Linked DNA regions of Mus musculus: regions 1, 2, 3, 5 and 6 are each linked to region 4. Evidence: chromatin contacts called from public Hi-C and HiChIP or PLAC-seq data. All regions are on one chromosome and are shown on one strand. The core of a region is the stretch at or near the end of the contact, and the rest is flanking DNA. Distances in the headings are between cores, read along the strand shown. Region 1 overlaps Maml3 (mastermind like transcriptional coactivator 3). Region 2 overlaps Maml3 (mastermind like transcriptional coactivator 3). Region 3 overlaps Gm30074 (a long non-coding RNA gene). Region 4 overlaps Maml3 (mastermind like transcriptional coactivator 3). Region 5 overlaps Maml3 (mastermind like transcriptional coactivator 3). Region 6 overlaps Maml3 (mastermind like transcriptional coactivator 3).

The links. A called contact is a pair of places that touch in the nucleus more often than the background predicts. HiChIP or PLAC-seq counts read pairs in DNA pulled down with a chosen protein or histone mark.
Region 1: a Hi-C map of cerebral cortex shows a contact between it and region 4, with 2.5 times the contacts expected there. The contact joins two enhancer-like sites. A contact is called at or near these places in 1 of 39 promoter capture datasets (pre-B cells), 3 of 15 datasets of contacts at CTCF or cohesin (the NIH/3T3 cell line, large pre-B cells and pro-B cells), 32 of 484 Hi-C or Micro-C datasets (the AML12 cell line, B cells, the C2C12 cell line and 17 more), 17 of 115 datasets of contacts at active chromatin or transcription factors (the 230-238 cell line, bone marrow-derived macrophages, craniofacial prominence and 13 more) and 1 of 9 other capture datasets (embryonic stem cells).
Region 2: an H3K27ac HiChIP or PLAC-seq map of extraembryonic endoderm stem cells shows a contact between it and region 4, with 5 times the contacts expected there. The contact joins two enhancer-like sites. A contact is called at or near these places in 5 of 484 Hi-C or Micro-C datasets (Sertoli cells, bone marrow-derived dendritic cells, bone marrow-derived macrophages and 2 more), 19 of 115 datasets of contacts at active chromatin or transcription factors (VIP interneurons, bone marrow-derived macrophages, cardiomyocytes and 16 more) and 1 of 9 other capture datasets (embryonic stem cells).
Region 3: an H3K27ac HiChIP or PLAC-seq map of VIP interneurons shows a contact between it and region 4. The contact joins two enhancer-like sites. A contact is called at or near these places in 1 of 15 datasets of contacts at CTCF or cohesin (CD8 T cells), 17 of 484 Hi-C or Micro-C datasets (B cells, the CH12 cell line, the N1E-115 cell line and 11 more), 19 of 115 datasets of contacts at active chromatin or transcription factors (DN3 thymocytes, VIP interneurons, bone marrow-derived macrophages and 16 more) and 1 of 9 other capture datasets (embryonic stem cells).
Region 5: an H3K4me3 HiChIP or PLAC-seq map of forebrain shows a contact between it and region 4, with 6 times the contacts expected there. The contact joins two enhancer-like sites. A contact is called at or near these places in 3 of 39 promoter capture datasets (liver and pre-B cells), 2 of 15 datasets of contacts at CTCF or cohesin (large pre-B cells and pro-B cells), 11 of 484 Hi-C or Micro-C datasets (the 3T3-L1 cell line, the 63-12 cell line, the AML12 cell line and 8 more) and 16 of 115 datasets of contacts at active chromatin or transcription factors (bone marrow-derived macrophages, craniofacial prominence, embryonic basal ganglia and 12 more).
Region 6: a contact with region 4 is called in an H3K4me3 HiChIP or PLAC-seq map of neural tube, with 7 times the contacts expected there. The contact joins two enhancer-like sites. A contact is called at or near these places in 3 of 39 promoter capture datasets (liver and pre-B cells), 2 of 15 datasets of contacts at CTCF or cohesin (large pre-B cells and pro-B cells) and 15 of 115 datasets of contacts at active chromatin or transcription factors (a beta-TC-6 cell line, bone marrow-derived macrophages, craniofacial prominence and 12 more).

Annotation. Positions count from the first base shown.
Region 1 is chr3:52,028,130-52,031,979 of GRCm38.p6, forward strand. The region is part of intron 1 of Maml3 (mastermind like transcriptional coactivator 3); the gene reads right to left. Among named protein-coding and RNA genes, the nearest start is that of Maml3, 75 kb to the right of the region's middle. Within about 2 kb of position 1,747, at least 109 of the 459 cell types and tissues checked have an H3K27ac peak or open chromatin away from gene starts, as enhancers often do. A contact at or near this core is called in bone marrow-derived macrophages, cerebral cortex, cochlea and 6 more, where this site is marked.
Region 2 is chr3:51,964,497-51,968,655 of GRCm38.p6, forward strand. The region is part of intron 1 of Maml3 (mastermind like transcriptional coactivator 3); the gene reads right to left. Among named protein-coding and RNA genes, the nearest start is that of Maml3, 140 kb to the right of the region's middle. Within about 2 kb of position 1,560, at least 54 of the 459 cell types and tissues checked have an H3K27ac peak or open chromatin away from gene starts, as enhancers often do. A contact at or near this core is called in extraembryonic endoderm stem cells, pancreatic cancer cells and uterus, where this site is marked.
Region 3 is chr3:52,173,837-52,177,758 of GRCm38.p6, forward strand. It overlaps Gm30074 (a long non-coding RNA gene), which reads right to left. Exons shown (of 3, transcript XR_867257.3): 2 at 10-619. Among named protein-coding and RNA genes, the nearest start is that of Gm30074, 4.3 kb to the right of the region's middle. Within about 2 kb of position 2,480, at least 14 of the 459 cell types and tissues checked have an H3K27ac peak or open chromatin away from gene starts, as enhancers often do. A contact at or near this core is called in VIP interneurons, where this site is marked.
Region 4 is chr3:51,699,552-51,703,462 of GRCm38.p6, forward strand. All of the region lies in intron 2 of Maml3 (mastermind like transcriptional coactivator 3), which reads right to left. Among named protein-coding and RNA genes, the nearest start is that of Gm46803, 6.2 kb to the right of the region's middle. Within about 2 kb of position 1,945, at least 210 of the 459 cell types and tissues checked have an H3K27ac peak or open chromatin away from gene starts, as enhancers often do. A contact at or near this core is called in VIP interneurons, bone marrow-derived macrophages, cerebral cortex and 19 more, where this site is marked.
Region 5 is chr3:52,086,380-52,090,184 of GRCm38.p6, forward strand. The region is part of intron 1 of Maml3 (mastermind like transcriptional coactivator 3); the gene reads right to left. Among named protein-coding and RNA genes, the nearest start is that of Maml3, 17 kb to the right of the region's middle. Within about 2 kb of position 2,147, at least 349 of the 459 cell types and tissues checked have an H3K27ac peak or open chromatin away from gene starts, as enhancers often do. A contact at or near this core is called in bone marrow-derived macrophages, cerebral cortex, cortical neurons and 11 more, where this site is marked.
Region 6 is chr3:52,067,669-52,071,952 of GRCm38.p6, forward strand. The region is part of intron 1 of Maml3 (mastermind like transcriptional coactivator 3); the gene reads right to left. Among named protein-coding and RNA genes, the nearest start is that of Maml3, 35 kb to the right of the region's middle. Within about 2 kb of position 2,348, at least 340 of the 459 cell types and tissues checked have an H3K27ac peak or open chromatin away from gene starts, as enhancers often do. A contact at or near this core is called in bone marrow-derived macrophages, craniofacial prominence, embryonic forebrain and 8 more, where this site is marked.

The DNA of each region.
Region 1 (3,850 bases), core at 497-2,996, 330 kb after region 4:
GGGCACAGGTGTACGCAGGCCCCACCCTCCTTCCTGTCACTCCACCTGTGCAAACAGCAAACCTGCCTGAATTCGTTCCATCCAGCTTGACTCCACTGGCTCATTCCTGCAGACATTTCTGCTGCTCTCAGAAGCCCTGCAGAGGCAAGCACTTCCCCAGCGTCCTAACTTTTCAACTTGACCTAGACATAGAACCTCCTATCCGCTATATCCAGTTACTCGTGTTAATTCACATGCTAAAAAGCAGGAGGTCAGCAGGGCAGGTCAGTTAGATCAGTTAGGGGATCTATGCTGAGTAAGAGGCCAACCCAGGCAGGAAAGGAGGGAGAGGGACAATTAGACAAGATCTCCCATCCCTAACAGAGACACTGTCTCCAACCGAGGGCCACTTGCAAAGGAAAAATGAGCTTTCACAAATGGACTCTCATTGGCTATGCAAAACAGTCTTAGGGGAGGCTCCATTCACGTTCAGCCGTAGATGCACCAACATGAAATGACTCGACGGTATTTTGGGTGATTTTTTTTTTGTCTCATATTGCTTTGTTTGGGCATTTTTTTAAAAACCTTACTAATCTTTTGCTTATATATTATGGTTTCCTATTTTGAGTTTGTATGGTGTGTATGTGTGTGTGTATGTGTGTGTGCACAGGTACATGCATGCATGTACATGCATGTTTGCAGAATGTGTTTCTCATGCTGTTTTGTTTTATTTTGCTTTTTAATTTGCCCATTTGTTTGTTTGGTTGTTTTTTTTAAAGATTTATTTTTTTATGTATATGAGTACACTGTAGCTGTACAGATGGTTGTGAGCCATTATGTGGTTACTAGGAATTGAACTCAGGACCTCTGCTCGCTCCTGCCCCGCTCACTCCGGCCCAAAGATTTATTTATTATTATATGTAAGTACACTGTAGCTGACTTCAGACACACCAGAAGAGGGCGTCAGATCTCATTACGGGTGGTTCTGAGCCACCATGTGGTTGCTGGGATTTGAACTCAGGACCTTTGGAAGAGCAGTCAGTGTGCTCTTACCCACTGAGCCATCTCACCAGCCGGCCAGTTTGTTTTCTAAAGAGAGAGAGAAAGAAGGTGTGGAACTGGAAGGGTGGGGAGGTGGGGAGAATCTAGGAGAAGAAGTGAGACGGGAAACAGAACTGTGAACGGAATATATTACATGAAGAAATATTTATTTTCAATTAATATTTAAAAAAGCAGAAGACCAAGACATCTACTTCCTTCTAATGTCAAGAGATCCAAAGTGGCATGCGAGAACAAACACAGGCTTACACGTTAACCTAGGACAAAACAAACAGACAGACAGACATTCATCTCTCGAGATCCAAAGCCTCACAGGACTCATGCTTTCAAAAGCAACAGCAACTTAATCTAAATCTCTCACGAAATGCATCGAGAGAGACTTTCTCTTCCCAGATCCAGGAAAGAGATAATCTTTCCATTTCTAATTTTATGGGACCACGATGAAGAAGAAGCAACGCGTGCGTGCATCTGCTTTCTGTTCTCAGTGACCAGCTGGACAGATGGTCCAGAATATCATTAGTTAAGAAAGCTCCCATTCATTACCACAGAGTCCTCGGGCAGGCTGGGGTGGGGTGCAAGAATGTCCCAGAAGGTGTTATTTGAAGAATGTGTTCGTGTCGAAGACATGAGTCCATGTGGTGGATGTGGGGGAGGAAGAACAGACAGCCTGTTGTGATCAAACAGCAGCCGCGAGTTCCTCAACACTGGCACGTCCACCAGACACTTCCGGCTCCTGTTCTACCCACTCGGTCGACAAAAAACCAGGGGGAGGTCCCAGTAGCTGTCATGATCCCTCCATTCGAGACACAATTCCTCCCAAACAGAACTCTCTCCCAGGACACGATTCCTCCCAAACAGAACTCTCTCCCAGGAGGTCGACCAAAGAGAAACTGCCATTTTGTTGGCTTCTTAGCTCATACAGAATATGAAAAAGGAAACAGAGGGTCTGGTGTATCTGTCTCAAAAGCTATGATTCCAGGCTGAGCTTCCCTTAAGTATAACTCACCACCCCATTTGGCCAGGAGACAGTATATGAAGGGGTGGCCAGTACTAAAGAAGTCCACGAGAGGAGCCAAATCTGTCCAACTGTCCTGCTTTCTGTATCAGATCATACCCCCGTTCCCAGCTCAACTCCTCGTTCATAGCCACCAGAGGGACTCTGATGGATGGATGACTTCTGCGGTCCTATTCATCTTTCTTCCCCCTCGCCTCCCCACACCCTGCACTGAGCACCGACTGGGTACGAGATGTTCTGTCAGACACCCACAGGGTTACAGGGAAGTGAGGACGTGCAGATGCTCGGCTCATGGGTTTACAGAGCGAAGTTTGTGAGTGACAATCAATCAACGCTCACAGCTTCTACACAAATCAGTCTTCAAAACGGCTCCTGCACTGACTTCTTCGCTGTAGCCCTCGGACCTGGAGAGTTGTGCAGAAGAGATCAGGGATGCCTTAAGAATGAATGAGGAGGCAGAATCAATCAAGAGGCAGATAGGGAGCATGGAGCAGGAAATCAGAGAAAGGATGGGCCCAGACCGTGAAGGATGTGGGAAGCACATCCCTGCTCATCCACCCCCCGGCGGTCCCCACCGCTGTCTTCCATCTCTCTGTCAGCAGCTGCTGGGGCTTGGAAGAAATCAAAGGCAGGGTCTCCAACTGCTGCTACAATGGGCCCTGAACAAGTCCCAACTTCACAAGAACTTACAGCAGCCTGCGTGCTGGGCTACCTGCTCTAGACTTCACACCTAGGCTTACACATCTTCCTGAGGCAGGCTTTGCTTTCTGCCATCTGCAGCTTGGCAAGGTGAAGAAGCCACTGGCCCAAGGTCACATTGCTGACTAGTGACAGGACAGGAACATGATCTAGACCACGTCCCTTTCAGGATCAGGTTCTTGGGTATTTTACGGGAAGGGCTCCTTTCTATACCCTGACCAAGCCACACTTGAGACTGTCCTAAATTAACTGTCCCCGGTTATCCGGATATGGGAACCAATCCCAGGTCACTGGGAAAGTAGACATGCCAGCAATGGTAAGTTCAGTGCTCTTGTGGCTCCTGGTAAAGACTCCCTTGCCTCAGTCTCCAGTATGGAGGGCAACCTCAACTATGATGCTGCTTTAGAGAGCAGACTGTGAGAGATTCGATCATGGATGAATGTCCTTCAGGAAGGAGGGCACATAGGATAGAAGCAATTGCTATGTGCATTCATGGTTGTCTCTTTTTTCTTGAGAATTTGGACAGCTAACAATCTTTCTCCTCAACTAAATTTCCCCTGACTCCTGAAAATGAGTCATTTCAACCATAAATGAGGAAGCAGCTGATGTTTCCCAATGACTCCATACTGGAAAAAATTCTGTATTAGTTCCCATGGCCTGCATCCAGGTACTCAAGGCCATAGACAGGTGAAGCAATATATTGATTTTCTTAATTGTTAGAAAAATGTCTTAGGCCAACCTAGAAAACATTCAGAATCACAAAGGTATAAATCACTCCAAAATAAGTTTTTACAAAATGCAAGACAGATGTTTGGACTTGCTTGCAATGCATTAAAGAAAATAGCACAATACTCCCTTGAACAAAGACTACCACAGTGTAAGTGGTAGCTAATTGTGAAGGGAGAAAAGAGTGTTTAGTCACTTACATTTTTGAAGTAAAGGTTAATTTGCTGGAAAATGAGAAGTTAAGACGTGTGTAATGAACCCAACCATCCACAGCATAAGGAAGGGAGGCAGGCAACTCAAGGAGTTAGAGCAGGAGGCTGAGGCATGACAGGAGAGGTTGAATCTCACTCAGGCTCTTCCCACCATTCAGCC
Region 2 (4,159 bases), core at 310-2,809, 260 kb after region 4:
TCTGTGTGTGTGTCTGTGTGTGTGTGCCTGTGTGTGTATGCATGTCTGTCTGTATATATGTATGTATGTATGTATGTATGTATGGGTCTATATGTCTGTGTATATGTTTGTATGTCTGTATGTGTCTGTATGTCTGTGTCTATGTTTGTGTGTATGTCCGTGTGTATGTTTGTGTGTCTGTCTATATGTATGTGTGTCTGTATGTCTCTGTGTATATGTTTGTGTGTCTGTATATCTGTGTGTGTATGTGTCTATGTGTCTGTGTGTGTATGTATGTTTTGTATGTCTGTGTGTATGTCTGTCTGTGTATGTTTGTATGTCTGTGTGTATGTATGTATGCATGTGTCTGTATGTCTGTGTGTATGTTGTATGTCTATGTGTATATGTGTCTCTGTGTATGTATGTGTATGTATATGTTTGTATGTGTGTGTCTGAGTGTGTGAGAGAGAGAGAGATGAAAATGGTAACAAAGACATAAGCCCCTCCTTCCCCGTGGCTCTATTCTGCAGCTCCAGATGTCTTTCTACCTACTGAGTTAAGAATTAGCAAACAGAACAGAATGGTTTTAGGTTCTTTAAGAGTTTAGAATGTCTTGTGAAGTAAAACAAATGATTACGGGGACCAAAGAGCCTGTCCAAAGTCCTACATGAAAAAGGAAGGTGGTGAGTGGAGGTGCTCCCTGCGGAGGCCAGAGGCTCCTCACAGTGGAGAGTCCCTTGCTGTTTCCTGCTTAATTTCAAAGATAACCAGGTGGGGGGAGGCCTGTTAAAGTTACACACACACACACACACACACACACACACACACACACACACACGGGGAGGGAGAAGGAGGAGGAAGAAGAAGAGGAAGAGAAAGAGAAAAGAGAAGAGACACACACAGACACACACAGGAAAACAGGTTAATACCCCCAGGATTCCCAATCATACTTGACAGACAAGAGATTGAGGATTTGACAAACAATGTGCATAAAATCTTCCTTAACCTAGAAAACACTCAGAGGAGAGGGGAAAAAAATCAACTCAGGAGAACCGAGGTTTTAAAAGTAAACTGTAAGAAAGGAGGAATGAAATCATGCTTAGCAGACACACCAGGCTGCAGGAGCTAGAGCCAGCACTGAGACAGCTCCTGTGGCCTCGCTCTGTTTACAGAAAAACCACTACCCTACAGCTGAGGGAAGGGTGTCAGGAGAAGGGGGTTGCTCTTTTCAATAACAACAGATTGGAAAAATACTTCAGTGTAGTCAGACAACAAAGGAAACATCTTCTCTAACTGGAGAGATGCAGCATGAGTACATTTCACCCACCCTTCTGCCTCCCAAAGGAGGTTAGAAAGAGAAAGCAGAAAAACCCCCAGCCTGGAGCTGAACCTGGATACTGAGCAGCAGAAACATCTGTAGGGAGGTGGGCTCCTATTGAGTAGGACTGAAGAAGATGAGGGCCCTGCATGGGAGTCGGGCTGAAGTAAAACGCAGTTCAAGTTTACTCGCTTTCAAGCTCTGCAAACAGGAGGGAGCATGGGCCCTGTCACTCCCCCGTACAGTCTGAATCATCAGTCAGCTCCCAGTAATGACAAGACATAGCCCTGTGGCATAACTCAACCTCAAGATTGCTGTGGGAGACAGCGGCCAGTTTGAAAGCACCAGGTGAGTAAACACATCACATGCCCCTGATCTTCAGTTTTAGGCTGTGGACACCCATCATTTGCTCAAAGGTTACGGCAGAATGTCTGTGCGAAGGTTTTCTAGGTCGAAGTGGACTTTCTGGAATAAGCTGACTCTTTTTATTACAACAAACGAGATGCTGAAAAGTATTCTTCTACCTTGGCACTAGTTCTAAGGTGCCATGAGCAGAGGGGACAGATCCCTCTCCTGGCTGCATGAGTAAACAAGAAGTCACCTAGGGACATTTCAAGATACGTGGTCAGGCAGTAAAAGGACTGTTGGGATGCTATCTCATTCAACTGGGGCACTTCTGTTAGCCTTGAAAAGGTCAAACAATGGTGAACCTAGTGTCGACCAATGCAAATCAGAGTCCCATCTTCTGCCAAATTAAAATAACAAAACAGAAAATAATAATACCACAGGACTTTAGTAGTCACTCCCATGGACCTACCCTTAGCCGGGCACTATGCTGAGAGACCTGTATTTATCAACATACCTAATCTTCCCAAGAGACCCATATGCCAGGGAATATCAACTTAGTTACCACTGAGAAATTGAACCCTTGATGAAAGTGGTAAAATGGGTGCTTCGATCCCCCAACTCCTGGCACAGAAGCTCATGTGTTGAAGGCTCCATTGGTAGTAGGACATTTGTTTTTGTTTTTTAAAAAAGAGTTAAGTCATTGGAGGAATATCCTTGGAGGTCCCTGGAACCCTGGGTCTCTGGGACCCTGGCCCTTCCTAGGGTCTCTCTTTCACTTTCTAGTGACCACAAGGTAAGATATTTTCTTTTTAACATATTTTCTCCAACCTGGAATACTGCTTTGTCATAGGCCCAAAGACAGTGGGGCCTGATCATGGACTGAATCCTTAGTAACTGTGGATTCAAACCATTTCTTCTTTAATTGGCAATGACCCCAGGTGTTTTGTCACAGTGAGGGGAAACTGATGCAACTGGGAGAGAGGCAAGTGACAGCTTCGAAATGATCGATGTGAGGTCACAGATACTGTGAGACAGAGCGTGGTCCCACACAGGGTTGGGGCACACACAGAAAACATAGAAGGACCCTTGTCTGCATTTTGCTGAAGCATCCTTGCTCATAAGTTGCCGTAGGCACCAATTTGCACACAGAGAAAAGTAAGACACCGAAGAACAAGGGCTAAGAAGAGGACATAGGATTAAGAGTTTGAAGAGCTGGCTGCAGCTGAAATCCTGCCATCATCAACTTGAAGAAAATAATCTGTACTCATTAAAAAGCAGAAAAACCTAAGTGGAAATAGAACAGGCGGGTCCTTCTTAGAAATCCTGATCATTACGGCCGTTGCTTCCTGGTACTCATCTAATGCCAGTTCCTAGTAGCTGAAATAATAAGGGGTTTGAAACGCACAGCAAAGCGAGGATAGGAACTGTTAGCTTATATAATTATTTCAGGGAAGGCCATGTAAGCTATCTAGAAGGAGAAAATGACCACTGTTCTGGAACTGCGTCTTTGGACTTCTCGGCCATCTTGCACATGTACGTACATGTGCGTTTACATGTATGCACGTGCACATGGAAAAGCCAAAAAACAACACATTGTCCCTCAGTGGTAACCCATCCTGTGACCCTGGATGGACCCTTCTGTCTCTGCCTCCCAGGCACTGGGGTTACAGACCTGTGCCACCACACCTGGCTTTTTACAAGGGTGGAGAGCTCCCTGCAGTGCTTGGATGGCAAGCGTAGAACCAAGGGAACTATCACCGGGGCTTCTTCTGTATTAAATGAGCTGTTTGGAACTGAATGGGGTATATGATCCAGCACTATTTTAAAGCCATCAAATCAGGCAGCCTGGGAACGACCCGCTGGCTGTGTACTTTCATGGCAGCTAACTGAGAGTCAGGGTAGCAAGGTGGTAGTCTCATGGCGCCCCAGCCCTGACCTTCTGACTCCTGCCCCAATATCCAGGAGAAGCCATGGTCTTTCATCCCCCACCCTGAAACCACTGCCCTGGTTTAAAGCCACCTGACTTTTTAAAGACAGGCCCCCAAGGTCACCTTAATCCAGTAACTCACAGTCATTTATTCGGCCTTACTGTCAGGGAGAATTTTTCATCAGTAAGAAATGGCATTGTTAGGTGGTGTTAAGTCAATTTATACTGCAGAGAAAAGAGATTCCAAGTGTCTAGGGTTAATATTTGTGATATTTACCCAGGGCGGTCTCAGAGTTAGAATATTTTTTAAATGTCTTTGCAGGCTGTTTACAGGTGGACGCCCTCTCCCACAAGACGGACCAAACGTTTTCTGACAGAGCTGTTTTTTTTTTTCCTTTCTTCAAATAAAGTATGTTTATCGGGAACACATTTTACCCCATACCAACAGCACTGAGCAAGGAGTGAAGCAAAACTAAGAGCTGGTGAGAAAAGACAATACAGACGACAGATCTTAGTCTTTTGTTTCTCACAAGTTCAAAGTCGGCCTTCATATTGATTTTCAGATGTGAGTATACACAGTTCATCTT
Region 3 (3,922 bases), core at 1,230-3,729, 470 kb after region 4:
TGTACTTACATATAAATAAATAAATCTTTTAAAAAAATCCAGGGAGGAGATCTTGTTCTGTTGACAGCCACATGTAAAATCAAGGCACTATTGTAGGTGTACATTCTAATCGACGGTTTAGCTTAATTAATTACAGTCTCTGTATTTGTAATTATAAATTAATTGCAGCCCCATGGGGACAGAATTACAATGTTCCGTCTGCTATTTTCCAAGTATGGAAACTAATACTGAAGAGTGCTGGACTCCATGATTTAGTCTAAGCACCCACCAACTGTAGGCGTGTGTATCACTAACCACTTCTTAGAGTGAGGAAGAGCGGTGAGCGACTTGTCAGAGGTACATGCTAATAGACTCAAACCCCGTTCCCTCTGAAATGGAGGTTTATTCTCTCTACATCAGGAGGGAATCAAAATGAAAGTGATCGGGGATGCTGGAGAGATGGCCCGGTCTGTATGGCGCCTGCTCCAGGGACAGGAAAGCATGAGCTCGGTCACCAGCACTCCTGTAGAAAGCTGAGCGTGATAGCATGGCAGTAATCCGACACTGGGGAGTTAGAGATGAGAGGATCTGTAGGTTTGCTCAATAGCTCATCGTGGAGTTCCTGGTCCAGTGAGAGACCCTGTCTTAGAAGACAAAGTGGAGAAACAATTGAGGAAGACACATGATGTTGATCCTGGGCCTCTACATGTACATGCACACATGTGTACACACACACAAACACATACATACATACATACATACATACATACATACATACATACATATGAAAGCTCAAAGAAATAATAAGCACACTAAAACATCCTATCTGTTACCTCTCAGCTCAATTTCCCAAACTTAACGCCTTAAAGGGACCACATGTGTGCATGGGGAACAGCCCTAAGGGTGCCATTGCAGCCCTGGGTCTCACCTGTGCATTAAACAAGCAAAGCCAAGAGCAATAGGGCTTAGAACCGTAGACGAGTCTGGGGCTGCTCCTAGGCCAGCACAACAAACAGAGGCTTATATTTGTGGGGTGATTTACTACCTCTCATTAGTGTTTTTTATACTTCACCGAGCTTAGATAAGCAAATTATATAAACACTTTATATATAAGCAAACCATGTCAGATGTCAGGACTCAAAATATGTATTTAATTAAAGGAATACATCTCTTAATACCAAAGCCCTAAATACATATTAAATAATACCCTCATCAGAAGGTAAATGAGATACGCTACCCAACAGAAACTAAGTGACCCACATATACAGTAATATGTCCGTTAATGAGGCAGATGCATGCCAAGAACACGCTTCAGTGTCAGAAACGTCATTACTCAATGAAGCAATAATGTGAACACCGTGAGGGAGAGCATCCAAGGGGGACAGAGAAGAAGTGGGCACAGTGTAAAATTATTAGACATTAACCCAAAGAACAGCGAGGGACACAAGAGCGGCAGGACTGAGAGGGAGTGGACAGGAAGCTGGCCTGGGATCAGGAAAGTATGGAAAAACTACTGGAAGGAGATAACTGCTGGACAGGCTGGACAAGTGTAGCCAGCTTACAGCCTGATTGGGTCACGCCCAGAACCCCAGAAGAAGCCTCCTTTGAGAAAAAAACATTGGGCAGGCTTGGCACATCTCTGAAAATACACAGTCTAGAGAGGAGAGACAGCCACACACACACACACACACACACACACACACACACACACACTCCCTAAATGCAACAACCATGACCAGATCGGGATCAGAGTCATTCCTATGTGACTTCAGCCCATTCCATATTGAACCAAACACTTGAAGGTCGTTTAATAACAGGAGGTGCCCTGTGTTGTTCCATTAGTATTAACCTGGTTTATGGTCTATACAGACCAAAACTCAGAACACAAAGCACAGCTCATCAAAGAATCAATGTCCTCATGAAACTGACGTTGGATGGAGCTTCCTGTCTCTGCCTGCCTGCCTCCCCTCACCCACTCTGTGTGTGTACAGAGATGTATATGTTGAAGCTGCAGGTTGACATTGGGACCTTCCTCTTTTGCCTCGTTACTATAGCATCATCTGGATATAGTCTCATGTTAACCTGGAGCCTGTCAATCAGGCTGGACTGGCCGGCCAGCCATCTCTAGGGATCCATCCGTTCCTTTGGAGCTGGGATCATGGGTGTGCTCTGCCATCCTAGCTTTTCTCGGGGGCACTAGGAAGCCTAAGCTGTTCCTAGTCTCGTAAACTAAACACTTTACAAACTGATCCACCTCCAGCCCCAGAGTCCTTTATTTCCTTACCGAGGCAAGAGGCTGGCAAACGGGTTGACACTGGGCAAACAGAAGGGACAGCAGCAAACCAAGAACTGCGAGACTCAGAGACTGGGGAACCCCTAGATTTTGCTGATTTCCTATTTATGCGATCAACCGAGCAGGACAAACACACTCTATTCACGGAGGTATTTTAGGCCCATGCAGCTGCGTGGATTAGCAGGAGCTCCGCTGCCCAGTCTTATGACTCATGCCAACATTGCTATATATGATTTATAGAGACTTAAAGGGAGAGAAAACAGCCAGTTCTGTGGTGCTGGAGCTTCATTCTCAGATGACCTGCTTCCTGCTGGAATAGAAGCATCCTCAGCTGGGCAACAGACAGACAACCACGGGCAGAGAGTCTGTGGCCTCCAGCTGCCATTGAAGGTTTATTGGCAGGAAACCTGTATGGACACTGATAGAGATGGATGTCACTTAAACCGGATGTCACTTCAAACATGGGTCTTGGACCGGGAAGATGGTTCAGTGGGTAAAGGCACTTGCCACCAAGCCTGATACTCTGAATTGGATCCCTGGAACCCGCATGACAGAGGAGAGAGAGAATGTCTATGAATACTCCTTTCTCCAATCTCTCTCTCTCTCTCTCTCTCTCTCTCTCACACACACACACACACACACACACACACACACACACACACACACACACTATTTTTTAATGGGTCTTGGATTGGGGAAATGGCTTGCTGATTAAAACACATCCAAAGCAAACATGAGGTCCAAAGCTCAGAATTCCAGACCATTAAAGCTGGTGGCCATGGGGGTCCAGCTATAATTCCAGCCCCAAGGAAGAGACAGGCTGGCTAGTGGGACCAACCATACCAATACCTTCATCTTAAGTTAAACTGTGAGAGGCTCAAGACATAGCTACACACACAAGAACACATGTAAGAGACGAGAACATGTCAAGTTGAAAGATTTCCAAAAGAAATCAGGGTGACAAATTTTAAAACAGGGAAAGTCTATGTCAACTAGGTTCTGTTTGAAGTTGGAAAATGTGTCAACATTTTTTTATATAATGCACCCCCCCGCCCCCTGCTTAGCAAACCTGTTAAGGACCCTGTCTTTTGGTGATTTCTGCTGTGGTTAGTTTTGAAGCAGGCTTTGGTGTTGTTTTTGTGTGACCCAACTTCTGCCCCCACTGACATAGGCACAAAGAATGTGTGCAATTGGCTGCAGATAGTTTTTCTACTATCTGCCCCTGGACGCTTTGCAGATGGGCACTTGAACTGCATCAAAGTGTCTCGCTGCTCTGTGCATCTGCCGAACTTCAAAGCCTCAGCACTGGGTGTTGTAATGAGGCATATCATATCATTCTAAAGGGCCGATTATACTCTATTGTGTGGATATTTATGGAGATGCCCCCGTATCTTTCTTAACATACTATGTAGCCTCATTGGGGTCTTTCTGTTTCTGTTAATTGTCTAGGGCCAGCAAGATGGCTCAATAAGTAAAAGTGCTTTGCCACCAAGCCTGCTAGCCTGACAACTTCAGTTGATTTCTGAGACCGACATGGTGGAAGGAAGGAAAGAATGAAAGAACGATTCTCCCACAAATTATCTAATTGGCCCCTAACCATATCTCTCTCTCTCTCTCTCTCTCTCTCTCTCTCTCTCTCTCCCATCCCTT
Region 4 (3,911 bases), core at 695-3,194:
CTTCAGTATAATTTCTACTTACTTCCCTGAACTCTAAGTCGGCAGTGCCAAGCACACATATCTGAATGGCCTGTAGTCTAAATATGAGTCATGTTTTTTTTGGTGTAAGTGCTGGCTAAATTTTGTGTGTGTGTGTGTGTGTGTGTGTGTGTGTGTGTGTGCGCGTGCACGCACGCGCGCACTCCTATGTGCAGCTGAGGTTAGAAGAGCTGGAGTTCCAAGTAGTCGTGAGCCTCCTGGCACAGAGGCTGGGAACAGAACTCTGGTCCGAGAGGGAGGAATTTGCATTCTTAACTGTGGAGCCATCTCCACAGTCCACAGTAAAGGCTTTTACTTATGTGAGTCCTCTGAAATCAGGTGGAGAGCTATGAAATATTCTTAATGTTAAAAAAGGACCTTTATGGCTGCAGGTATCTAGGTACACAAGAGACTTCCCTTATCTTCTAGTTCTGCTTGCTACATGTTTCTAAGCCCCTCCTTCCTACAGGATCAAGCTGTTTCTCACCTTGAGAGACAAATGGCTGGTCAACTTAACACTTCATGCTAGAGCTAGCCAGCCAGCAGAAGGACAGATAATAGTTTTTCTCTCATGCATTTCAGTCTGTTTAATATTTCCCAGTTTTGATGAAGAGAGATTTGAAGGGAAAATGAGATCCAAGGAAAGGCACCATTTTCTTTAGCTTGTTTTTGAAAAGAGCTGTTCTTTCTGGCCCTGTTTCTCTCCATGCACTTTGAGATTTTATTGCCCCATGTGACCTCTCTGCATAGCGGAGGAATGTAGCCAGGAGCGAAGGGCTGTGTTCATAGCCTTCTCTTCCCTGGGAAAAATAAGAGTGGCAATCGAGGTGACGATGTTCATACACCCAGCCACATTTTGTCCCTGTGGACACAGTCAAGCCATTACCTCTGGGGTTTTCATTCCCCAAATGGTCCTGTCCCCAAAGTTAAGGTTCTCAATGCTGACTACATGACCCAAAATGGCTGCAGTGTTGCCTGTCAAACACAGCATCTTTAGGGGCTCCCCAGCAAGTGCACAGGTGTGTGCCAAAGTGTGAAAGCCCACCATGACTGGCTTTACAAACGAAGCTGGTGCGGGCAGCTGTTTATGTCGCAGGGCTCTTTTAACCTCGAATCTAAGAGGGCTTAATGAGAAATAGTCTGTCAAACTCTAGGATTCCAAGTCCCTGCTCGTGTTTCTGTGGAGGACACACACTGGGTTGTGCAATTAGAGAAAGCCAGAGTGAGCTTTCGTCATGCGACATGTAATGCCTTGGAGCCAAATGATGCAGTATTTTTAGTTTTAATTACTGGTTTGTTCTCCACTCCCAGCCCAGCGACCTCCCCTTGCTTTCCACCCAGAATCTTAATACATTCTCCTCTCCTTGAATCCAATTTGCCACGCAGATCTTCCAGGCTCTCCAAACACTCTCACTTTTCAGTAAAATAAGGGAAGGGAGCGAGCGAGCGAGAGAGAGAGAGAGAGAGAGAGAGAGAGATCAAAACCAAAGAACCTGTCTTGCACATTCACCTTCCGCTCCAGGGACGAGAGCTTAACAATTTTCCAACGGCTAGAGCAAGGTAGGCGGGTGTAAACAACACTCTAGCCTCCCCCAAAGAGGCAGTTTCCGACTTCAAAAATCAGAGGCGATAAAAATATCTTCCGAGAACAGCCAGCTGTTTATTTATAAACCCACTTGTGGGGAAACTGGCTTTCTCTGAAGGGATTTTTTTTTTTACCCCCAGGAACATGCAGCATGTGGGTGATAGGGGCCAGAGATGCGGCGGGTATGAAAGATCATTGGTTCCTGGGAGGGACAGGATACGACATCCTATGTACTTGGATCCAGCAGACCCTGAGCTTCATCCTTTTCTAGGTGGCCCCGAAGGGACCCTCTTGAGCAGCTGTCGTTCTGCCGGTAGCCCAGCAGAGGGTGGTGTGAGCCCGGGACCGCACTCCAGGCCTCGCGCTGAGTTCCCCCCACCCTCCGTCCCCCCACCAACGCAGATGGCTTAATCAGGGCTGGGTCCCCCGCCCCGCCCGGGCCGCCGCTGCGGACGTGGAGCCAGGCAGTCAAGTGTTCCTGCGTACAGCAGGTAGCCTGGCAACTGCGAGCATAATACGGAGCAGATGGTGTTCGCACGGCGTGATGGACATCACACACGACAGCCTGAGACAATCCAGGAATTCCCTGGTGGCTCGAGGCCCTCTTTGCACAAAATGAGTTCTCTCACCATGGCGGTGCATCTTAAGGGGTGGAGGTCTCTCCCTTCCCCACTCTCTGACACCAAACTGGTTTCTTATTACCGACTTTTCTCCAGCCAGAGGGAAGAGGGACTTGGCAGGGTGGGGTGAGGGGTGCGGGTGGGGGGGGCAGGAAGAGGATATGGAAGAAAACCGAAGGATGGGGAGCAGGAGGAGATGAAGGGGGGCAGTGGCAGCCAGATCCAGGGGGGCACCTCGCTGTTGGAGGGAGCCAGAGAGGCACAAAGCCTGTGCAGGGAGAAGGGACCTCCGCTCACTCTACAACCGCGTGGCCTACCAGTCGCCCAAATGAAATTTAGGGTTTTCGTTAAAAAGTCCCCTGAGGCGTAATTTAGCCTCTTCAACTCCAGCCTATCTGCTTACAAGTCCTCAGGGGGCTCGGGCAAAGCGCGCAGGAGTGGGGCCGGGAGCTCCAGGCTAACCAGAGAGCGCCTCACTGCTTGGAGATCCTAACAAAGACCAGGAGCTCAGGAGCAGGGTGGGTGCCCTGGGGCCCCTGAGAAACTCAGTCTGACGCTCTGGGGGTGGGCATATTGCCCAGTGCCACTACTGCGCGTGTTCCTGAAGCCTGGAGACCACAGAGGAAAGGGCATGTATATAGATAGGGCTGTTGTGGGTAAGAAAGAGTTGGAGTAAATCAATAAGCAAACAGAAAGGCTACCTAGAAAACAAATCTCTCTCTCTCTCTCTCTCTCTCTCTCTCTCTCTCTCTCTCTCACACACACACACACACACACACACACACACACAAAACTGGGTCAAGTAATAGGGAAAAAAAATCCAAGCAGTCTCAGGCCAAATGAATTTTTGACTAAATTGTAAGTATCAAAAGACTTCATATACAGTAGAAGGCTAGAGGCTGTCTACAAAGGCAAGTTTTACATTTGAGCAGCAGGCAGGGTGAATCCATCACCAAAGGACCCCTGCTGTGACTCCCAGAGGCACGGGGCAGGCCATCTTGTCTCCATCCAGAGTCCCTTGAAAATCCTGTTTAAAAAGTGGTCAGTGACAATGGACACTTTGGAAGATGAAAAAGGCTAAGAAGATGTGAAAACTGCCTCCTCATTCCATAAGAGCAATCTGTGTACAGCCATGGCCATGAGTCCATCCAGCGGCTTCGAGCCTGGTCCAGGCTCACCTTACATTAGCATTCTCTGGGAGCATGGCAGAAATTCAGATTCCCCAACTCCACCAGGCCTACGGAATCAGACCAAGTTCTCCAGGTGATGGGAGATCCTGTAGGAGTTTGAGAATTACTGGAGCGAGTAATCCTGGCTGATTGCAGCCTGGCCCTGATTTGATTGCAAACTTGCATTTTCAAAATCAAGCCTGGTGCAGGCTTGCTCTGGCTCGAGTGTGAAATCTGCGGCATTGAGAATCAAACTCCCCCCTCCCTGCTCAGGGCTGTTAGGCTGGCTCAGTGATATTTGTCACGAAGACTAAGAATTCTCAAGAGAACTTGGGGCTATAACTCTTTCTAGAAGGATGGTATTCCACTTGCAACTGATCTCTAGAAGCTGAAAGGTAGCCAAGACCAAGGGATGAGGCTTGGGGGAGGGGAGTGGGAGTTGGGGGTTCCTTGCTAAGGGAGAGCATCAAGTATGCCCCGAATTTCCCTAGGGTAGCATGATAGAACGCTATGGATTGA
Region 5 (3,805 bases), core at 897-3,396, 390 kb after region 4:
TTTGGTCCCTTGGAAAGTGAGCAGGGTCTTGCTATATTTGTCTCCCAAATGCACTGCATAGCTAGAATATCTGCTAGCACTCTGAAAATATAAAATGACTGTAAAGATATTTACAAACTTATGGGTGGGCTGGACAGTGAGGACACGCATGACGGTCAGGCTACCAAGCATGACAACCTGAGTCCCAAAATACACATGGTGATGTAACCTCTACATGCACTCCATGGCATGTGCACACACACACACACACACACACACACTACATGTTACAAAAAGATACTTAGAAAGTCCAAGGAAACAGGATACTTCAGCTATAGAAAATGATACCCCTGATTAATTAGGACTCAGAACGTTTGTCATTTCTTACCTATCTTCCCTTTTTTTTTTTTTCAACCTTTTTCCATCTGTCCCCTCTGACTGCCTGATTTATCCCCCACTTCTTCCTTTTCCCATCTTTGGTCCTCATCCTCAAGAGGTCGAAGTAGAACAAGGAGGGCCAGGATACAGAAGGAAAGCATGCAGCTTGTTCTACTGACCCAGGAGACCCAAGGGAAGGAATTTGTATGGGTGCAGAACCCAGGAGAAGCTCACACACAAGTTGCTGGTACAAACTAATTAGCAAGTCAACAAAACACAGGACCCCACTCTTGCCTCAGAATATTCTGAACCACTTCCAGGGCATGGGACAACAGTTCCTAACCCCCTGCTTAACATGGCGAGTACAAACTCACAGAAGGTCTCCAAGCAGAGTAATTCTTTGAACTTAAAAACACTTTTTTCAAGGCCAAAAATATATCAATTCCCATAGCACAGCCCAATGTGTAAATAAAAATCTCCGATTAGTCATTAGTAGGACATACATACATACATACATTCATACAAGAGACAGCAGCATTGGCCTTGAAATGACATTTCTTCATGAGGAAAAGAAATAGATTTATCCCAACATCATAACCAAATCAACCTTCATAGGTGTTCTACACCAAAAGGTTTCATAGGAGCTAGGAAATGGCTTAGGGGGTAAAGCCCTTGCCACAGAAGTATAAGGACCAGAGTTCAAATCCCCAGTGCCCATGTAAAGGCTCAGTGGATGTAACAGCCCACTTGTAGTCCCAGCACTCTGTGGAGGCAGGTGATTCCTGGAGCAGGCTGATTGGCTAGACAGTGGTAGCGACGTTCCTGCCTCAAGATGGAAGAAGAAAGCAATGGAGGGTGATACCGAACACCCACCTCTGGCCTCCACATGCACACACACAGACAAGCACAGATACATACATACATATGAGAGAAGGACGAAGACTTCCTAGAGACCAAGAACATGGAGCTTTTTGGTGTTCCTCAATCAAAGTGTGAGTGGTATCCATTTCCTCCATGCATGCAGTTCCTGGAATAAAAATATTCTCCCTCACGGGCACAATAGCCCAGGCTACAGCCTCCCCTCCTGGAGTGTGAGCCTCGCTGGGTCTCGCCTTCTGCTGTGTTTGAAAGAACCTTTCCCAGGGCCATGTGTTCTTTTGGGGATCATTTCCATATTTGGGGGAGCAAAGAAAAGGAGCCAGGGTGGGTGGCCCTAACCAACAGTGATCAGAGACATCCAGGACTCAGGGAGACGGAGAAACCCTGGTCTTGGGAAGAGTCAGCACAGTGGCAGAGGAGAGGCTTCAGAGGAAAGTGGAGTTAATCAGCCTTTTTATGCACACACACATGCTGGCTTCACACATTCAAAAAATAGACCCAGGCTAAGCATAGGGCCTGTTTTAGCCCTATGTAAAAACTGGATAGATGGCGACTCTCTCTTTTTTTGTAGCAGGAGCCCTGCCTCTAGCATCCGAGCCAGTCTTAGCTAGCTGAGCCTTAGGAGTAGGGAAGCAACTTGAAAAGGGCTCTGAAAAAATACAAACGACTCTCACTTTCACCAGGAATACTGAGTATCCAGGATTCTATACATTTATCAATTAATTAGGTTGTACGTAAAAAAAAAAAATGCTCTCTTTGTAATAGTTGCCACGGAGATATCGTGTAAAAAAAGGTCCTAGTGTGTATTTGTGGGACAAACGGTTTGCTGAGTGACCAAAGTCAGGAGCAATGACTGCTTACCAAATGCAAGCTGCTGGGCTTGGCCTGAGACTGCAATAGTACAGCAAGCCTGGCCCGGGGCCAAGAGCATGCCTGCCAGGGAGACAGGAAGTCACTGAGAGCTCCCACAGACCCATGGCTGAGAGAGTTCCCCAAACAAAAGGCAGCCACTGACTTCCACAACCGGCCTGCCATGAGACCATATGGTCAGCAGTATTGTCTCGCCACAACACAGAGGCCTGTCTTCAGGGGCCTGTGCCTGTAGCTGTCGACCCCGTATCTGTCTTAGGATTACTTCACTATTTTACGACTTTTCTGGGAATTCACTTCCGTGTAACCTAGCTTGGTACACGGCGAGAAAAATGGTATCCTCCCCACCCCCCCACCCCCCCATCTCCGATTTAGCCTGATGAGTCACCTTTGTCTTCACGGCAAAAGAGTAATGAACACCAAACCTACTTGCTATTTATTCACAGGGCACGGAGGAAGGGAGTGGAAGGGACCGTGTGGACAGAAGGGAAAACTGGACACTTAAAGTTTCTTGCTCTGATCCCTGTTGACGCTGGGTTTAATTTATAGGGAGACCCAAACCTTTTGGCTCATCCCTTTCTTCTCTGGGAGTACCCACTTCAAAGAATTCTCTAGTCACTGTGTGGAGACCCTGCTGCTGAGAGCCGCCAAAGGCGAAGACAGATTGGTTCGCCTATAAACACCTGACAGTCATTTTCTTCCTCAGCAGAACTCGTCAAAAAGCCCCTCCCAATAAGGCATGCTCTCCCAGAATATTCCAGCTAGATCCTCTCTGTCTCTTCCCCCAAGATCATGACGATCCCCACTGTGGATAAGGGCTTGATTTGGTTCACCAAGGAAAAAACCATAGAAAAACTAAAGACAGTGGAATGCCCAACCATCTAGTCTTTGCCTTTAGGAGTCTCGTGCTCTCTCCCTTCTCCCCTCCCTCCCTCTTTCTCTTCCTCCCTCTCTTATTTCTCACTCTGTCTGTCTCTGTCTCTTAGATTTTATTTTATGTGTGAGTGCCTTGCCTGAATGTATGTATATGCACTAAGTATATGCAGTGCCCGAGGCCGGAAGACAGCATCAGACTCCCTAAAACTGGAGTTACATACAGATTGTGAGCCATCATGTCAGTCCTGGGATTTAAACCAGGGTCCTCTGAAGAAACAGCTCTTAAGTTCTCAGCCTTCTCATGTGTTGTTTTGTCATATTTTCTTTTAGAAACAGGGTCTCATATATCCCAGGAGGGACAGGAACTCAACAGATAGCCAGTGATAATCCTGGTCTTCCGCCTGTACCTCCTAAGCGCCAACCAGAGATGTATGTCAATATGGCGGGTTTCATACAGTGCTCAGAACCGGACCAGCGCTTCCTGCATGCTAAGCAGGCGCTCTGCCACCTGAGCTATATTCCCAGCCCAATCTCTTACTTATTCCACACTTTCTTATTAGTCCAGAAAGTAGAAAATTAAATACAACAGTGGGGTAACCCACACCACTGAGGCTCTTTCTTTATAGAGATTAAGACCATTTGCCCCACACTGAGAGGGACAGGAAAGTCAAGTGAACATTGACCCATTCATACCCCTGAGGTTCACCACCCCAACTATAGGAGCTGCCACTGGGAAAGGGAAACTAATTTTTAAGGTCAGGTTAAATAGTTTCCTCAAAAATAATTCAGAATTATGAGAAGTTAAAGGACGCAGTGCACAGCC
Region 6 (4,284 bases), core at 1,098-3,597, 370 kb after region 4:
AGTGAGGTAATAAGTCTCCATTACCCAGCTTCATTTCTGGCCTACACTTCTTCATCCATGTTTAATACCTATTTTCCCTTGCCATATTACATGAAAGAAAATTGCAGTCATAATATTCCACCCGTAAATATTGTAGAATGTACCTTTAGAACTTAGGGTTTCTTGGTTCAAATAGGCAGCCATAGCATGATCATCACATCCAAGGAGTATTGAGCAGCTTTCCCTAGCTTGACCTAATCGTCATGAGTGTGGAAGCATCTATTTTTTCAATTCGCTTGCCCTAAGGTTTTCAGCAGGGGAACACACTGCTAGACAACTCACAGACCAGGTGACTCATTTATAAAAAGTGCCAAGCTCGGGTCTGACATGACCATAGCATTCCTGCACCTCACTTCAACACAACCAACCATGTTCGACGTTTGTCCTACACAGCTATGCAAAATCATTTGTTTTCAATTCATTATTTGTTCAAAGATTTTGAGTAGACTTCCACACGTAAGTTCACACTACCGAGTTCTTCATAGCCCCTAATAATCCATTAAAAACAAAACAAAACAAAAAACAAAGGCTTAGTAGATGTTTTCCTTCCTCTTGGAACTAAAGGTCTTACTCTCCATGAACACTCTCAATTTCTGCTTTTAAAATAGAACTCTGGGTAAGGGGGGAAAGATGCCGTAGTACAATTAACTGAGTATGCCAATGAATGCACAGAGTGAATGTCTCCACCAACAGAACCCTGCATCTGTGAAATGAATGTGAAAGACCATCTCCAGTATAGCTCGAGGGAGGAATGGTCTCCTCAGCTGACACTGGCATTCATGTTCAGACTCAAGAACAAGTGTGGAAGTTCACTTCTTTGGGACTCTAAACATGTGCAAAATACTCCTTGACTGAAACTAAAAACAGGTGCAAAATGTAAATATATCCAATTTTTGAACTGAGATATTTCTGGAAAAGGTAAATATATATGTATATATATATGTGTGTGTGTGACAATTCATTATTAGATGGATAGTAAAATAACTATTTTGCAAAATTAAAATTCACATATATGTATGTGCCTTTAAAGGCACATATGTGTGTGTGTGTGTGTGTGTGTGTGTGTGTATATATATATATATATATATATATATATATACACACATAAATATGCTTTTAAAAACGTGTGCATGAAATGGGGAGGGCTTGTGCACATGAGGACCCTCCAAAGCTGGAGAACAGCATCAGACGTTTGGTAACATCCACCTGTGTGCTGGGAAGCAGTTAGTGCTCCAACTGCAGAGCCATCCCTCCAGCCCCAAACTGATTTCTTAACAAAGCAAATATCATCCTTTTGAACTTTGCATTTGAACCTAACAAATTTTCCCGCAAAATATGCAAATGAGACACACATTCACGTGTCTATTTTAATCCAGAAAATGGGTACTGATTCACCTTACTTTGAAAGAAAAGTGATGGAGAAACATGTGCCAACTCTGAACTCTAACCATCCAACCTGCAACACTCTGGTTTGCTGACAGCATTTCTTGTTATTTTATTCTTTCCTTGAGATTCAGAAAAGCTGATTCCACAGAAACAAACAAGATGGGACTACAAAATGGCTAAGCAAGTAAAGGCGGTTGCCGCCAAGCGGGAGGAGCTGAGTTTGATTCCCAGGACAACCTACATGGTACAAGGATAAAACCAACTTGTCTTCTGACCTCTGTAGTGAGTGCCCCCTAAAATAAATAAGTGTAATTTAAAACCGAAAATAAAAACACCGTCCTGAAGAGGTTAAACACAAGACTGAAAATCTCTTTCTCTTTGCTGATACTTTCACACAATACAAAAGGCTGTATTCGGGCGGCTGGGCGTGGTGGCATTTGGGAGGCAGAAGCAAGTAGATCTCTGTGAGTTCAGGGACAGCTAGAAATACGCAGTAAGATCCTGTCTCAGGGACCAGGGACGAAAAAAAGAAAGAGAGAGAGAGAGAGAGAGAGAGAGAGAGAGAGAGAGAGAGAGAGAGAGAGAGAGAGAGAAAGCAAGCTAGAGCTGTACTACAATGGCTACATATTCTGAACAACCAGCCAAATTAATCAAGCTATGCTGCATAAACGAGATCTGAAGTGTCGCTCGGGCGCTCTCCTGGGAAAGACACCCACACAGAGAACATTTCTCTTGCTTGTTCTCTTGCGCTCCTGACGGACAGGAGAAATCAAGAGGACGTATGTTCTACAAAACCAAATGATCAACCTGAATCGACTGCCTGGGTTCAATCCCTTCCCGATGCCGCGGGAAAGTGCCGCTCTAAGCCCAGGCGCTAGCCCCACTGCTTCCCTCCCGCCATCCTGGGCAGCTGTGGGCTCTTGCAGACAAAACCATTAGAGCTGGCTGACACCCCACGGGGCAGGAAATGAATCACCGCTTTACTCAACCGAAACTGCGGCAGGTTTTAAGGAAGCTAAGCACAGTTGGCCAAATTGAATCAGTAGCAGTTAGCTGGTAAAGAAGTGTCGAGGGACTGTGACCAATGACAAAGGATTAGCATTTTGGATCTGCTTTTCCACTCTCGGAGCAGATTTTTAGCAAGCACAGGTGCCTTTCGTGTAAGGTTCCCTGTGGCTGCACAGACCACCAACAGGTCCCTGCGAGGACATGCTAGACACCCGAGGTAGGTGAGGCTCCTTGACACATCCAGAGGTCCAGGCTCTGGCTGCCTTTGGTTTTCACTGGAATATGTCTTTTTAAAAAGGGTCAGTTTCTTCCTCAAATTTAGAAGTTCTACAGTTTGTTCTCAAAAATTGGGGCTCTGTCTCATGTGAACTGAGGTAGGTCTTAGATCTTAATACAAGAAAAATGGGAGTTAGGGGCAAAGCCATTATCTTCGATTTTCTTTACTACAACCTGAAAGCAAACATTTGTGAGGCTAATGACAATGATCCAAACACTGAATTTTCTTAAACCCAGGCTATTGTCTTCCTTCAGACGATGCTTCTCTGACTTGTCTGCTGACCACACAGAAACCTAATTTTTAAGCCGAAAGCTAGTTTCAAATGTAGCTTTATGTTTTATGCGCATTTTTAATACAGACCTTTAAAAGTCTAATTTGCAGAATATTTCCCTAAGAAAACAATCAGGTGTTTCCTAGGTAACAAAGCAAGGCATTCCCAATTAGAAAGAAGTCTTTTCCACAGTTCTGTTTAGAAATCAAAATACATCTAAGTTGACAGATGACAGAAATTGGTCAAATCAAATTTTTCCCCTCCAAGTCCCACAAAGGTACACGTTAAAAGTTTCTAAATTACAGCCAGATCTCCAAAGAGTTACAATCGTCTCAGGTTAGCACAGGAGTAGAACAGGTTTTGTAAGCACACCACACAACATCTGAGGTCATTAGTTCATATTTGAGAAGAAAGCTACTTGGCTCAGCTGGTAAAGGCACTTGCCACCAAGACTGACTGCTTTGAGTTTGATGCCCAGGAGCTGAACAGTAGAGGGAATTGACTCCTGAAGGCTGTCCTCTGCCTTCCAAATGCACACTGTGGGATACACACACACACACACACACACACACACACACACACACAAGCTAAATAAATGTTATTAAGAGAGAGAGAGAGAAGCAGAGAGAGAGAGAAAGATAGAATTTTTAGTCCACAAAACTGACATAGTGCATAGGTAATTCTTGGGAAACCTGTGTGTGACATTTCTAGGGTTTCTCACAGGCCACTGCACATAGTAATTTATGCAAATACCTCAGAGAAACAAACCTAAAGAAAGCCCACTGGCTCATACCTTCTAATGCCTGCAGTAAACAAGGAGATTCACAACTGCAGGCCTTTCTTCATCCCACAGCTAGACATCTGGCAGAACAGATGCCCCTTCATCAGCCACAACCTCCACATCTAAACATTTAAGAGTTTGGTTTTTTTTCTATTTTTCCTAATGTGTTCGGCCTTCTAAAATATTAGTCATGGGCTGGAGTAGAGGGTAGTGACAAAACATTTGCCTAGTACACAGGAGGTCTTTCCTGAAAATAAGTAACAGCCGTAGCAACAGCAACAACTATCTATGGATAGAATATATGGAACCAGACGTAGGCTTACTAGCTATAGAACCGTGGTCAAGGCCCGAGACCATTCTTGTGCCTCAGTTTCCCCAGCTGAAAACATCCCTACCTCCCTGGTTAGCTCTGAAGATGAAATGAGTCACTGAATGTTTTACTGATTAGTACAGCACATACTATAAATACCACATGAGTGTTAACCAATCCACGGGTGAAGACCGGGCATTAGAACAAAGATT